3 separate regions of the Mus musculus genome follow, and all the other regions are linked to region 1. The links are chromatin contacts, called in public Hi-C and HiChIP or PLAC-seq maps. All regions are on one chromosome and are shown on one strand. Each heading gives the region's core, a stretch centred on a gene start, on an enhancer-like site or on the middle of the called end of the contact. The rest is flanking DNA. Distances are from core to core; before and after follow the strand shown. Region 1 holds the start of Edc4 (enhancer of mRNA decapping 4). Region 2 overlaps Dus2 (dihydrouridine synthase 2). Region 3 holds the start of Ctcf (CCCTC-binding factor).

The links. A called contact is a pair of places that touch in the nucleus more often than the background predicts. HiChIP or PLAC-seq counts read pairs in DNA pulled down with a chosen protein or histone mark.
Region 2: a Hi-C map of bone marrow-derived macrophages shows a contact between it and region 1, with 36 read pairs. The contact joins the enhancer-like site here to the promoter of Edc4 in region 1. A contact is called at or near these places in 7 of 39 promoter capture datasets (the C10 cell line, the HPC-7 cell line, cranial neural crest and 4 more), 3 of 15 datasets of contacts at CTCF or cohesin (large pre-B cells, pro-B cells and stem cell-derived epiblast-like cells), 53 of 484 Hi-C or Micro-C datasets (the 63-12 cell line, the AML12 cell line, B cells and 33 more), 15 of 115 datasets of contacts at active chromatin or transcription factors (the 230-238 cell line, the SCID.adh cell line, bone marrow-derived dendritic cells and 8 more) and 4 of 9 other capture datasets (adipose tissue, liver, macrophages and 1 more).
Region 3: a contact with region 1 is called in an H3K4me3 HiChIP or PLAC-seq map of the SCID.adh cell line, with 19 read pairs. The contact joins the promoter of Ctcf here to the promoter of Edc4 in region 1. A contact is called at or near these places in 21 of 39 promoter capture datasets (the 3T3-L1 cell line, 3T3-L1-derived adipocytes, the C10 cell line and 15 more), 7 of 484 Hi-C or Micro-C datasets (B cells, the G1E-ER4 cell line, the HPC-7 cell line and 4 more), 31 of 115 datasets of contacts at active chromatin or transcription factors (the 230-238 cell line, the HPC-7 cell line, the SCID.adh cell line and 24 more) and 3 of 9 other capture datasets (adipose tissue, embryonic stem cells and liver).

What each region holds. Positions count from the first base shown.
Region 1 is chr8:105,878,723-105,882,418 of GRCm38.p6, reverse strand. It overlaps Edc4 (enhancer of mRNA decapping 4), which reads right to left and starts at 1,538. Exons shown (of 29, transcript NM_001301100.1): 1 at 1,261-1,538. The coding sequence starts at 1,342. It overlaps Nutf2 (nuclear transport factor 2), which reads right to left. Exons shown (of 5, transcript NM_026532.4): 5 at 2,017-3,614. The coding sequence ends at 3,501.
Region 2 is chr8:106,037,976-106,041,704 of GRCm38.p6, reverse strand. All of the region lies in intron 7 of Dus2 (dihydrouridine synthase 2), which reads right to left. Among named protein-coding and RNA genes, the nearest start is that of Nfatc3, 20 kb to the left of the region's middle. Within about 2 kb of position 1,879, at least 18 of the 459 cell types and tissues checked have an H3K27ac peak or open chromatin away from gene starts, as enhancers often do. A contact at or near this core is called in the CH12 cell line, bone marrow-derived macrophages, erythroblasts and 1 more, where this site is marked.
Region 3 is chr8:105,634,900-105,638,743 of GRCm38.p6, reverse strand. Ctcf (CCCTC-binding factor) reads right to left here and starts at 2,206. Exons shown (of 12, transcript NM_181322.3): 1 at 2,024-2,206. Gm5914 (predicted gene 5914) reads left to right here and starts at 1,270. Exons shown (of 2, transcript NR_151742.1): 1 at 1,270-1,464.

The sequences.
Region 1 (3,696 bases), core at 289-2,788:
GCCGTCTATGGTGAGGATAAAAAGGCCTAGGCTACACAGCTAATCATGCCAGGCTCTACAAAGTCTGTACACAGTTGTCTGCTCAGCTGACCGTGGGCATCAGAGGCACTAACCGCCTCATGAGTCAAGGGAGCACACCCTGAAAGCACAAGCCCAGGAGGCTCAGACAGCAAACGGATTATCTGTGGCTGTCTCAGCTGAACCCACTGGAGAGTACAAGTGCCCGCTTTAGCAGTCTGGGTTCCACCAGCAGGCATAAAAGGTGTGAGAAAAGAATCACTTCTCAGTATGTACACCATTATCTCTGGTCAACCACCTCAATGTTCAAACGTCTCTGAATCGCACGGAAACATCTCATTTTTATACATACTATTTCCTTTTTGTAATATGTGTCTTCCACATAAGTGCCTCGAGGACTTTTCCTGGTATTCAATCTCCTGTCTATAGTATCCAAACTAGCCCTAACAGTCTCCTCTCAAACCAGCCCTCTATCTCCCTCACCGTTATTTCCCCATTCCCATCAAAGTACCCTGACCATCCTTTTACAATAACATTATATTACAATGCTGGTGGCCTTCTGTCCTGGGAACTCTCATCTGGGAAGAGTAGCCCCAAGGAGGATACTGGGAGCCTAAGTAAAACTCGAATGAATTGGGAACATATGGGCTTGCTGACGTTTGGAACCTAATCTAACCTCATCAGAGCCTGTCTGTGATCTGCCTTCAATCCAGGAGAAACATGCTTTTGGGGTTGTCCACCTTTTGCCAGAAAATCGTTTTCAGAGCAACACCTGGCCTGGGAGTATACACTTTTGGGGGGAAGCCAAGTTGCAGGGTGGGCACAGAGGCTCTTCAGCAGATCACTTAATTCTAGGCCTAGAACTCGCTAAACCGACACTGCACCAGGCCTCTGAACCCTGGCGAGGAGGGATACGGGGCCAGTTCTCAAAGCACTGAAATTTGGAGGCAAGGAAACCAGATGGATTGAGTGGATTCCGAGGAGAGCGCCATACCTTCAGCCAAAACACTTAAGAACAAGGCAGAATGGTCTGGCATAGGATGGGGAGGGGTAACACCCAGGGGTCTGCGCCATTCTCTGGATATACCCAGGGATCATCCATGACTCCAATTCCTGTCCTCCGCAATCAAACCGGAGGATCCCGAGTCTGGCTAATGGAGCCTATGGCACCCGAAAACGGTTCAGATCCACGCCATACGTCCACCACTTCGCTAAGAGCCTACACACCCCATCCCGGCTCACCTCCGGCGGGCCGGTCCAGTTTGAGTATGTCCCGCAGATGCTGCGTGGCGTCCTCAATGTCGATGCTCGCGCAGGAGGCCATGGGCCCAGCCACGAGAGTCCTGCTCGCCCGACGTTAGTTCCTCTACCTCCGCAGTGTCCAATTTCGCCCAGCCACGACCCCGCTAGAGAGGAGACAGAGCACTACACAAAACCTAGCCGCAGTTCGCAAACCGCCGCCCGGACTGCGTCCGTGAGCCCTGCCAACCCCACCAACCGCCTCCACTTCCGGTCCCACTGACCTTCGCTCCCGGAACCTACAACTACCGCAGAAGAAAGGTTCCGAGCTCAAGGAGCCCCAGTTCCTATCAGAGGCAGCCTCCGTAGGCTGCTTGCTCCTGGCTAGCCCAGTAGTGGCTAAACTTCACAAGACTGAGAAAGAGTAAATGTACTCAGCATTGGACTGCCTAAAACCCTACCATCTCTGGAGATCTAACCCAGGTCCTAGGCCATTCTGATGAACTGGATAATGGTACAACAAAGCCAACTTTACCACTCAGGTAGTAACTTTTCAGACCTTAAATAAGGTGAACTGGTAAGGGTCTGTTCCCCCGCTTAGGAGTAAGCAAGACCAAGACATCTTCGAGGTCATTAGCCCCAGGAGATGCAAGGGCAAGGGAGATAGTTTCTACCCCCAAAACTGTCATTGTTACCAACTGTCCCCAGTAACCCCTTGTCCCACACGGTAACTTCACGTTAGGAATAAAGAGACCATAGTTTACAAACACCTCTTTATTGCAGACATTTCAGGCACAGGTACATGGAAGAAGCTGTATTGCAGATTTTATACAGGGTGGATTAAGAGGCAGCTGGCATCTACCTCTCTCCCACCCCTACTTCCCCCAATACACAGCAGCTAGAGATCAATCCCACTGGAACCTTCTGTGTAGCGTCCAGGACTATGCTGGTCTAACCAGGCAACCTGTGGAGTATGTGGAAATCTTTACTCTCCCCTCACAATGCAGGAGAGCAGGGAGAAGGGCATGTTCAGGTGTGCCTAGCCAATCCTAAACCCCAAATCCTGGGCTTGGTTCTAGCTTGCAGTTGCTATTTTAGTAGCTTTATACTATCCAGAGGTCTCAAGGATGAAAAGCTATATCGGTACTGAGCAAGACCTGTGCCCAGACTAAGAAACAGGGCAGAAACTGCCATACTAGTTAAGATTTCCTGGGATTTGAAGAGTGTATGGGGTATGTGGAAAGTAGGAAGATGGTGTGTAAATGCCCTGCACAGGTCTTGAGGGGAGAGTTAGAGCACTCCTTCACACTGCTTCCTTCCAGTGTGGAATTTATACTCCACCTAATGGCGCCTGGCTCTGATATCCCAAGCAGGCAGCACAGCATCTCTCGCTTTGCTTGGGGAATGTGGGCATCTGCATGTCACTTATTTTGGGTATAGAGCAGGCCCCTACATTTAGGACTTCAACCCAGAGGGTATAAATATGGGAAGCCATATTTGCTAAGGCCTTTCTAGCTGCTACAGAATATCTACCCTGCTACTAGACCCAAATCTACAGAGCAGAGGCCACAGGTGGTATCAGACAGAGCTGACTGAAGAGCCTTCAGTCCAAGAGAAGCTTCAGGCCAGGCCTGCGTTCCAAAACCCTGGGGCTGGAGAGAACTCTGCCCCGGCCCGCAGACATGCGAGCTTAGCCACTTGAGTGAATCTGCTCCTTGCAGTAGGTTCTGTTGAGGTGAGGCAGATGGGGGTGGGGAAAGTGAGACAATGGGCTGGAACTGTTGATGCCCAGCCAACTACTTAACTAATTAAAACAATTTAAACTGTTAAGAAAATTTTTGTGGTTTTATTGTATCATGAGGCATTGAAACATCTGAACAAATCAATATCTGGGCGGTTGGTGAGGCAGCTGCTTTCTCCTTCACTTCTTTGGGTTACTAGAGCAACTTGTCAGTAGATTAAAAAAACAAAACAAAACAAAAAATAAAACAAAAACAAAACCCGACAATCGTTTGCATTACTTAAGTCTTTCCAAGGCATGCGCTGGTACAACACAAACTTCCTGTCAGATGCGACTAGTCTAGCATCCAAACATCATGCACAACACCGTGGTGACAGAAGCGCCCTGCACCCGCTCCCGCCTCGGCCCTGCTCGTTTGTGTATGATATTTGGAGCATCTGGAGGAGTGAGCTAGGATTGGGAAGAGGGAGGAGGAAACAGCGTGACTGTGGCCAGGAGGAGGTCAGCCGAAGTTGTGCAGGGCAAGCCTGAACATGTCATTGGTGCAAACCCAAGCATCGTTGATGTTCTTTAATAGAAACATCTGGTGGAAACCCATGATGGGATCTTCATCAGCCTGTACGAAGGGAGAAAGAACAGATTCAGTGAAGGGGCTAAGGAACGGAAAGGATGTTTAATGGTAGTACAACCTAGGGATC
Region 2 (3,729 bases), core at 630-3,129, 160 kb before region 1:
GCACTTGCTATTACCTGTCTTATGATTTACATGTAATTTCCACGAGACAAGGAGTCAACCTCTGTTCTGGGGGGCTAAAATTTCAACACTAGCAAGTCCTTGCCTGGTGTGTGTGTGTGTGTGTGTGTGTGTGTGTGAGTGTGAGTGAGTGAGTGAATGAGCCTGCATGCAGTTCTGTGTGGAACACAGTGATTCTTTGCCAGGAAAAACATCAGAATTACCTGGAAAGCTTAAATAACAGACTCTTAGAGCCATCACATTAGTTCCTGAATGGTTCTCTAGGGACAGAGCTTAGAAACCTGTATTTTCAAAATCATTGCCTAATACACTCAACATAATCCTGGGGCCTAGTCCTGTTTATGAACACATGACTAACAGCTCTCTTTTTTTTCCTTTTCTCTTCTTTTCTTTTCTTTCTTTCTTTCTTTCTTTCTTTCTTTCTTTCTTTCTTTCTTTCTTTTTTTTTAAAGATAGGGTTTCTCCGTGTAGCCCTGACTGTCCTAGAACTCACTCTGTAGACCAGTCTAGCCTTGAATTCTAAGATTCATCTCTCTCTGGGGTCAAAGGCATGTGCCACCACTGCCCAGCAACTGGCAGCTTCCTTTCTGAGTAAAAGGAATAGTCCCTGGGTGGCAGCCCAAGAACCAGAATGGGAAAGGAAGGTCTTTAGGAGCCTAGGCTCTGTCCTCATGAATCCTCCTATTTTGAAAAGTCATATATACAAATATATAAACTGGAAGCCGGGCGTGGTGGCGCATGCCTTTAATCCCAGCACTCAGGAGGCAGAGGCAGGAGGATTTCTGAGTTCGAGGCCAACCTGGTCTACAAAGTGAGTTCCAAGACAGCCAGGGCTGTACAGAGAAACCCTGTCTCGAAAAACCAAAAAACAAACAAACAAACAAACAAATATATAAACTGGAAAAGGAAAATATGACACTTTTAACATGTTTTTAAATGCTTCTTATATAACAATTAGGAAAGGTTGCAAAGAAAGATCAAGACGTTAACACGGGAAAATAGTCAAGGAGGCAGCATGACATGGCAACGTGAGAATCAGAGACCAAGAGAGAGACAACCCGGCCTGAATGTCTATGGCATTGCTATCTTCTTCCTACATCAAAAATCTCAGGTCAGGCACGAGTGTGAGGAAGGTGATCTCAAACACTGGACTCCTACCCTGCAAAAGGTGCCTCCTAGGCAACAGCTACCAGGCAGGCAGGAGGACTTGCATTTACCTGAATTCTAGACAGATGAGGGCAGCGGAGAGCCGGTTACAGTAAAACAGGCCTTATCTGAGAGCTAAGGATATGAAACTGTTGAAAGGCCAACAGTTCACCACCAAGACCCTCCCTGCTGGCCAGGCGGGCAGGAACACTCTCCAGGTGCTGCCTCACACAGCAGACTAGACCTGATTGCCCAGAGTCATCCTGGCAAGCCTTAAATTTGTACTTTAAGGAAGGGGGACACTGCCAGGCCCATGAGGATCCATCAGAAAAACTCTCACTCCAGCTAGGCATGCTGGCACATGCCTCAGCACTTGGGAGGTAAAGGCAGGAGGAGCAGGAGTCCAAGGTCATTCTTGAATCATAAGGAGCCCAGAGTACGTGAGACCTTATCGCAAAACACATCAATCAATCAATCAATCAATCAATCAATCAATTCCACATTAGTTTAATAACTCTGGTTCACAGCAACATATCTAGAAGGTTCCCTGGCGAGTGCTAACTTTGAACCTTTGAAATGCAATGACGAAAATACCAAGTGGTTTGATACAGTTCTCAGCCTTAGAGGGCTCCCTTTTGATTCATTCTAAGTAGCTCTAGGTACTTTCTAGGCATTCCTGTTCACATTCACATTCACAACCAGGAAGGAGATTAGGGAAGTGAAAGACCCGGTCACTTGCTAGGACCACATGAGGGAAGAACAGGCAACCTGAGGCTGTCTTAGCAGTGTGGACACGCCACCACCCAGAGCTAAATCATGTCACATGTCCCTGCCAGAGGAGGGGAAGGACTAGGACTAGGGATGAAATTCACATCTAGTGAGGAACAGAATATCCAACCATGAGCAGGCTTGTCTCACCAGATCTACTGGCTAGCCTAAAATACATAAGATTCTCTCTCTCTCTCTCTCTCTCTTTCTCTCTCTCTCTCTCTCTCAAAAAAAAAAAAAAGGAAAGAAGGAAGGAAGGAAGGAAGGAAGGAAGGAAGGAAGGAAGGAAATTTGCCATTATTAGCTCTGTCCCACCCTTAACTTCTTGGTTCTAGAGATGGGTTTCACTGTGTACCCCAGACTGTCTTGGACTCTGTTACACAGTGCAGGATGCCTCAAACTCAAAACCCTCCTGCTTCAGCCTCTTCAGTACTGATTAACATTATAAGTATCTGCTACCTTTTTTTTTTCTTCAGTTTATTTCAAGACAGGGTTTCTCTGTGTAGCGCTGGCTGTCCTGGAACTCGCTCTGTAGACCAGGCCGGCCTCGAACTCAGGGATCCACCTGCTTCTGCCCTACTCCCTACATTTGGGATTAAAGTCCTGTGAAACACTTTTAAGTGTAAGTAATCCAGTTACCTTCACAGTATAGTTAAGCCACTATCACTATGTATTTCCATAGTTTTTTCCTGACCCCACGTGAGCAACCTTATCTTGAGAAAACTTTCAGAGTACCCACAAAGCTCTCAGCCAGTTCCCAGCTTGCCAGTACAGTGTGGACGTGAAATGAACCCTGCCCGACATGCCTAAGTCACATCTAACTTGGTGGAAGCCTGAAGCCTCTCTTTCATGAAGTAAAGAGCACTCACTAGGCCAAGCTGGCACACGTGACCGTAGCAGAATGAAGCAAGCTTCTGAGACGGCGTGCATTCCTGCTGCCTCTTACCAAATGTGTTCTTTACGTGGGGCAGGGGCAACATCACTGGCCTACTTAGTCAGGTGATGGAAGAGAGGGAAACCGCCTGTGTGTACACGTGAACTGGAGCCTCTTGTGAGACATCACTTAGTACTTTAAGGAAGGGGGACACTGCCAGGCCCATGAGGATCCATCAGAAAAACTCTCACTCCAGCTAGGCATGGAGTGTGGAAACCATTCTGAGATCCACAGTTGTCCCCTCCGTTCTACACAGGGCCTCTGACTGCAGGCTCTAAAGCCTAGGCTGTTACTGAACTGTGGCTAGGATCTCAAGAACTACCATAGCCTCCTGTAGCATCAGGTATCACAGAGAAGGAACACTAATGCTGCGGCTAGGAGTCACAAAGCCATAGCTTCTGAAGTTGGCTTTGTCTGCCACACATTTGAAAAAGGGTCTTAAGCAATTTCCTCTTTCCTCTCTGTGCTTTGTTTGGCTTTGATCTTTTGAGACAAGGTCTTAGTCCAACCTGACATTGAATCCCTAACACGCCTGCCTCCTCCTCCCAACTGCTGGGATTTCAAATGTACATGTACCACATCATCCAATTCAGTTTCAATAAACTATTCTACTTTCGTCTGTTAAAATCATTTTTAGGTTCTTGTTTTTAACCTGTCTATTTAGGCTTTTTTTTTCATTTATTTATTTGTTTGTTTGTTTGTTTGTTTGTTTATATGAGGGCTCTGTCTTCATATACACCTGCATGTCGGAAAAGGGCATCAGATCACATTACAGATGGTTGTGAACCACCATGTAATTGCTGGGAATTGAACTCAGAGCCTCTGAAAGAGCAACCAGTGCTCTTAACCACCGAGCCATCTCC
Region 3 (3,844 bases), core at 957-3,456, 240 kb after region 1:
TCACACACAGTAAACAACACAATCTTTCTTAGCATCAAGATGATGGAAGCGAGTGCGTCGTTGGAGCACATCTTTAACCACAGGGCTAGGAAGACAGAGAGAGAAGCAGGTGAATCTGAGTTTGAGGCCAGCCTGGTCTGCAGAGCTCCAAGGACAGCCAGAGCTAGAGAGACAGTGTGTTTGTGTGTGTGTGTTGGTGTGTTAAAGCACCTCATTATCTTTTCTTTCTGAAAATGTCAACCTAGATTTTTTTCTTAAGAACCTAAGCCACACATCAGTGGCTAATTGGTAAGAAAATCCGTGTTAAGCGTGGTGGGGAAAGGCTTTTATCCCAGCACTCGGGAGGCAGAGGCAGGCGGATTCTGAGTTCGAGGCCAGCCTGGTCTACAAAGTGAGCTCCAAGGCAGCCAGGGCTATACAGAGAAACCCTGTCTCGAAAAACCAAAAAAAAAAAAAGAAAATCCGTGTTAGAGTGGGTACGAAAAGGTTACTCCAGCAGTTTATCAAAGGAAGCTTTTAAATGCAAAAGACTTAATGCCAGGATAAATACCCTGTTTAATTTCTTTTCCTGCCTATGGATGCCTTGGAATTTTAGCTTTCTTAGTTGATCTAAACTCCAAAAAAGTATTAAGTCTCTTTGCTAATGTTTACTTAATGCTAAACTCAATACAGGAAGTCAGATACTAAAGAGTAGTTACATTAGGCACAGAAATTTATAAACCATCTGCTGCAAGTGACCCAGGATCCAATTACAACATCAACCCTCACATTTCATCCAACAGTCAAATTACCAGTCCAGTCATGAATAAGTTCATTCTACCCTATTGGCGCATTAGATCGGTTTGCACGATCTCTAGAGAGGGGCTGAACTGTCTTAGCCTAGCCCTAGAGCATCAGGTCCTAAGTGGAGTGCAAAGTTAGCGTCAGGACATTTTAAATAGGAGGCAAACTCCAGCGTCGCCTGTACCATCGCAACCAGCCCATGCTCCCGAATTTATGAGTTTATCACATCACTTGAGATGAGAGTGAAATTAAGTTTCAGTCCCTTTTGAGATTTCTGAGCGCACCAAGTCTGACTGCTATCGTTTCAAGGGGCTGAAAGAGTGCGAATACAGCTGGAGAAAAACTACTTTGGTGCAGGAATTCGTGTCTTTTTCCGCGCACCATTGGGGGCCGCACCGGTCGGGTCCCGCGCGATGCCCTGGCGTGAGTTTGGGGGCGCAGCGGGGCCCGGCGGGGGCGGCGAGCGCGCGTTCCCCCGCCCGCTCGGGCGGCGTCGAGGCGCGAGCAGCTCAGCCAGCCTTGCAGAGGGAGCTCTCGGCAGCTCAGGGGTCCCCTCTGCTCGCAGCCACAGCAGCGCCGCCTGCGACACTCGGCGGCGACGGAGACCGGCAGCGGGGACGATCGGACTACGAGAGACTAGAGAGCACCCCAGCTGCTGGAGAAGCAACGCAGGGAGATCGGGTAGGTTCCGGGACCGGCTGGACTTGAAGATGGGGAGTCTGAGGCGCGTCGGTCGGGACCCGACACCCACACGGTTCCGGGACCTGGCTAAGCGGCCGGCCGAGGGTTCAGAACCCCTAGGCGAAGCAAGCGGCGGCAACCGAGCCTCAGAGGGTCCAGACTCGGTAAGGGGTATCCGTCGCGGGAGGGGCAGAGGGCGGGCCGTGGCCCGAAGATCAGCCGGGCCAAAAGCCGGCCTCGAGGGTAGAGACAAAGGAAGGAAAATGGAGTCGCCGAGCGCGCAGGCCTCTGTCGCCACCGCCGCCAGAGGCCTACCATGTTGGGAGGAGGGAAGCTTAGCGGGCGGGCGGGCGGGCGTGGAGGGGGTTGGCCAGGCCCTGGCGGCGGCGCCGGGCAATGGCGGCGGCCGCGCCGCAGCAGGGACGGTAGAGGGAGACAAACACCCCCCGGCGGCGGCGCTGGCGCTGGCGCCGGGCTGCAGCCAGCGCCGACCGGAGCGGCCCCATCGTGACACCTAGAGGCGGCCCGCGAAACCTCCTCCACCCCGGGCCCCCTTTACCTTCGCGCCACACCCCCCGCGGCGCCCGCTCCGCCGCCGCTCCACCGCTCCGGCCACCTGGCGTCCCCGGCCGGCTCCGCGCGCCCGCACCGGCTGCTGCTGGTCGCCGCTGCCGCCAAAGAAGCAGCTCCGCGCACGGTTTAATCGCTCCACAGGCTCGGACACAAAATGGCGGCGGCGCGGTGCAGTGCGCCTGCGTCGGCGCTGCCGGGGCCGCGGGTGCTGATAAGGGAAGAGTCGGGTGGGGGGGGCCGGCCGGCGGCGACGAGGGCGGGGGAGGAAAGGTGAGGGGAGGGGTTGGCGCAGGGCAGCATGGGAGGCGGCCCCGGGCGCCAACTTTCAAAAGCCGGCGCGATGGCGTCACGGGGATGCGCCGCGAGGCGCGGCGTCACGCCGCACGCGCCCTCCCGCGCCCTCGCCGGGTCGCGCGTGGGCTCTGCCGGCGGCGCGGAGGCGGCCTGGTTCCCATTGGGGTGGGGCTTCCCTGGGCGGAGGCTGGCGGCTTCTGGGCGATCGGGTCTCCGCCTAGTTGCCCTGATTTCCTTAGCTCGCTCATTTTCCCTCCAAGCTGCGAAGGGCGGGAGGACGACGGGGAGCTGAAGTAAGCGCGCGGGGCTGGGGCCGTGGGGGTTGAGGAAGCGCCAGGGTTCTACCCTGCCCGGTCTCCTCCCACCCGGGGTTAGCTCTGCACCCTGTCCCGCCGCCGAGTCAAATGCAGTGAGTTCCCGCACTCTCTCACTTCTCCGACACTTGCCCAGTGCTCAAGATCGACTGCTAGGGGCTTCGCCCGGGGATCTTAGTAGTCTTCCTCCCAAGAAAAGGGCCTTAGAAAACCGAATGTGAAATTAAGAGAATCGGGACAGAGTCACCTCAGTCCGGAGATATAGCAGACCACACCACAGCAGTCGTGTTTAGCTGTATTTGGCACCGTGAACGTCTAAGTTTTTAAGACTGTTCTTTTTATTTCGGTTCCCAGTCGGTGGTACTTAATCCCTTCCCTTTCCCGGGAAGACCCTATTGGCAGGTGTTCTAATCATCTTCTCTCCCCGCCCCCCATAGCCTTGGAATGTGACTCGGGATTGTAGTCCCAGTTCTCTTGCTTTAGCTGTTTGGATAACAAATGCACCTGGCAGCAAGCTTCTGCCCTATTCATATACATCTGGGCTGTGTTGTGGGTATGCTGGTCCATTATCAATAGATATTGTTTATTCCCCCCAAAAGAATCGGAAAGTTAGAAGCATGTAAGATCCCACTGTTCAGATGTCAGTAACTAAGGCAAATGTGTTTAAACATCTTGAGTCCATTCACCCACTGTTGTGGAGCTTCCCTCCATGACTGGACTTAGAGGAAAGATAGAAGAGAAAGTCCAAGATTAGAAAGAGGATAATAGACAAGGAAGTAAACAGAAAGACAAGTCTAGACTGTTGGATTGTAGAATCCAAGACCAGAAGTAAGTTTGAGGCAGGAAGAGAGGTTTCTGGTTTTCAGATGCTGAGAGTTCCGGTACAGTTCAGCCAGAGGCTTAGCTATTGAGTTTATTACCTTGGAGATAGCTGGGAAAGATCATGGTGACTTTAGCTTGACTCATATGGATTAACTGAAGAGGTTAACCTGAGTAGAATGGGTTAAAAAGTAAACAGGAGAGTAAGGAAATAGAGACAGTGCATGAAGGCAGCCTGAGTTCTGCTGTGGGTAGAGCAGACATTGGGGAATAGGTGCAGAAGGATGTGAGGTCAGGGGGGAGTTTTGTTCTGTCTCCCTTTGGGCGGTATGAATCCAACCCAAAGCCATGGTCTCTGCCCTTGAGCATCATCTCAACTC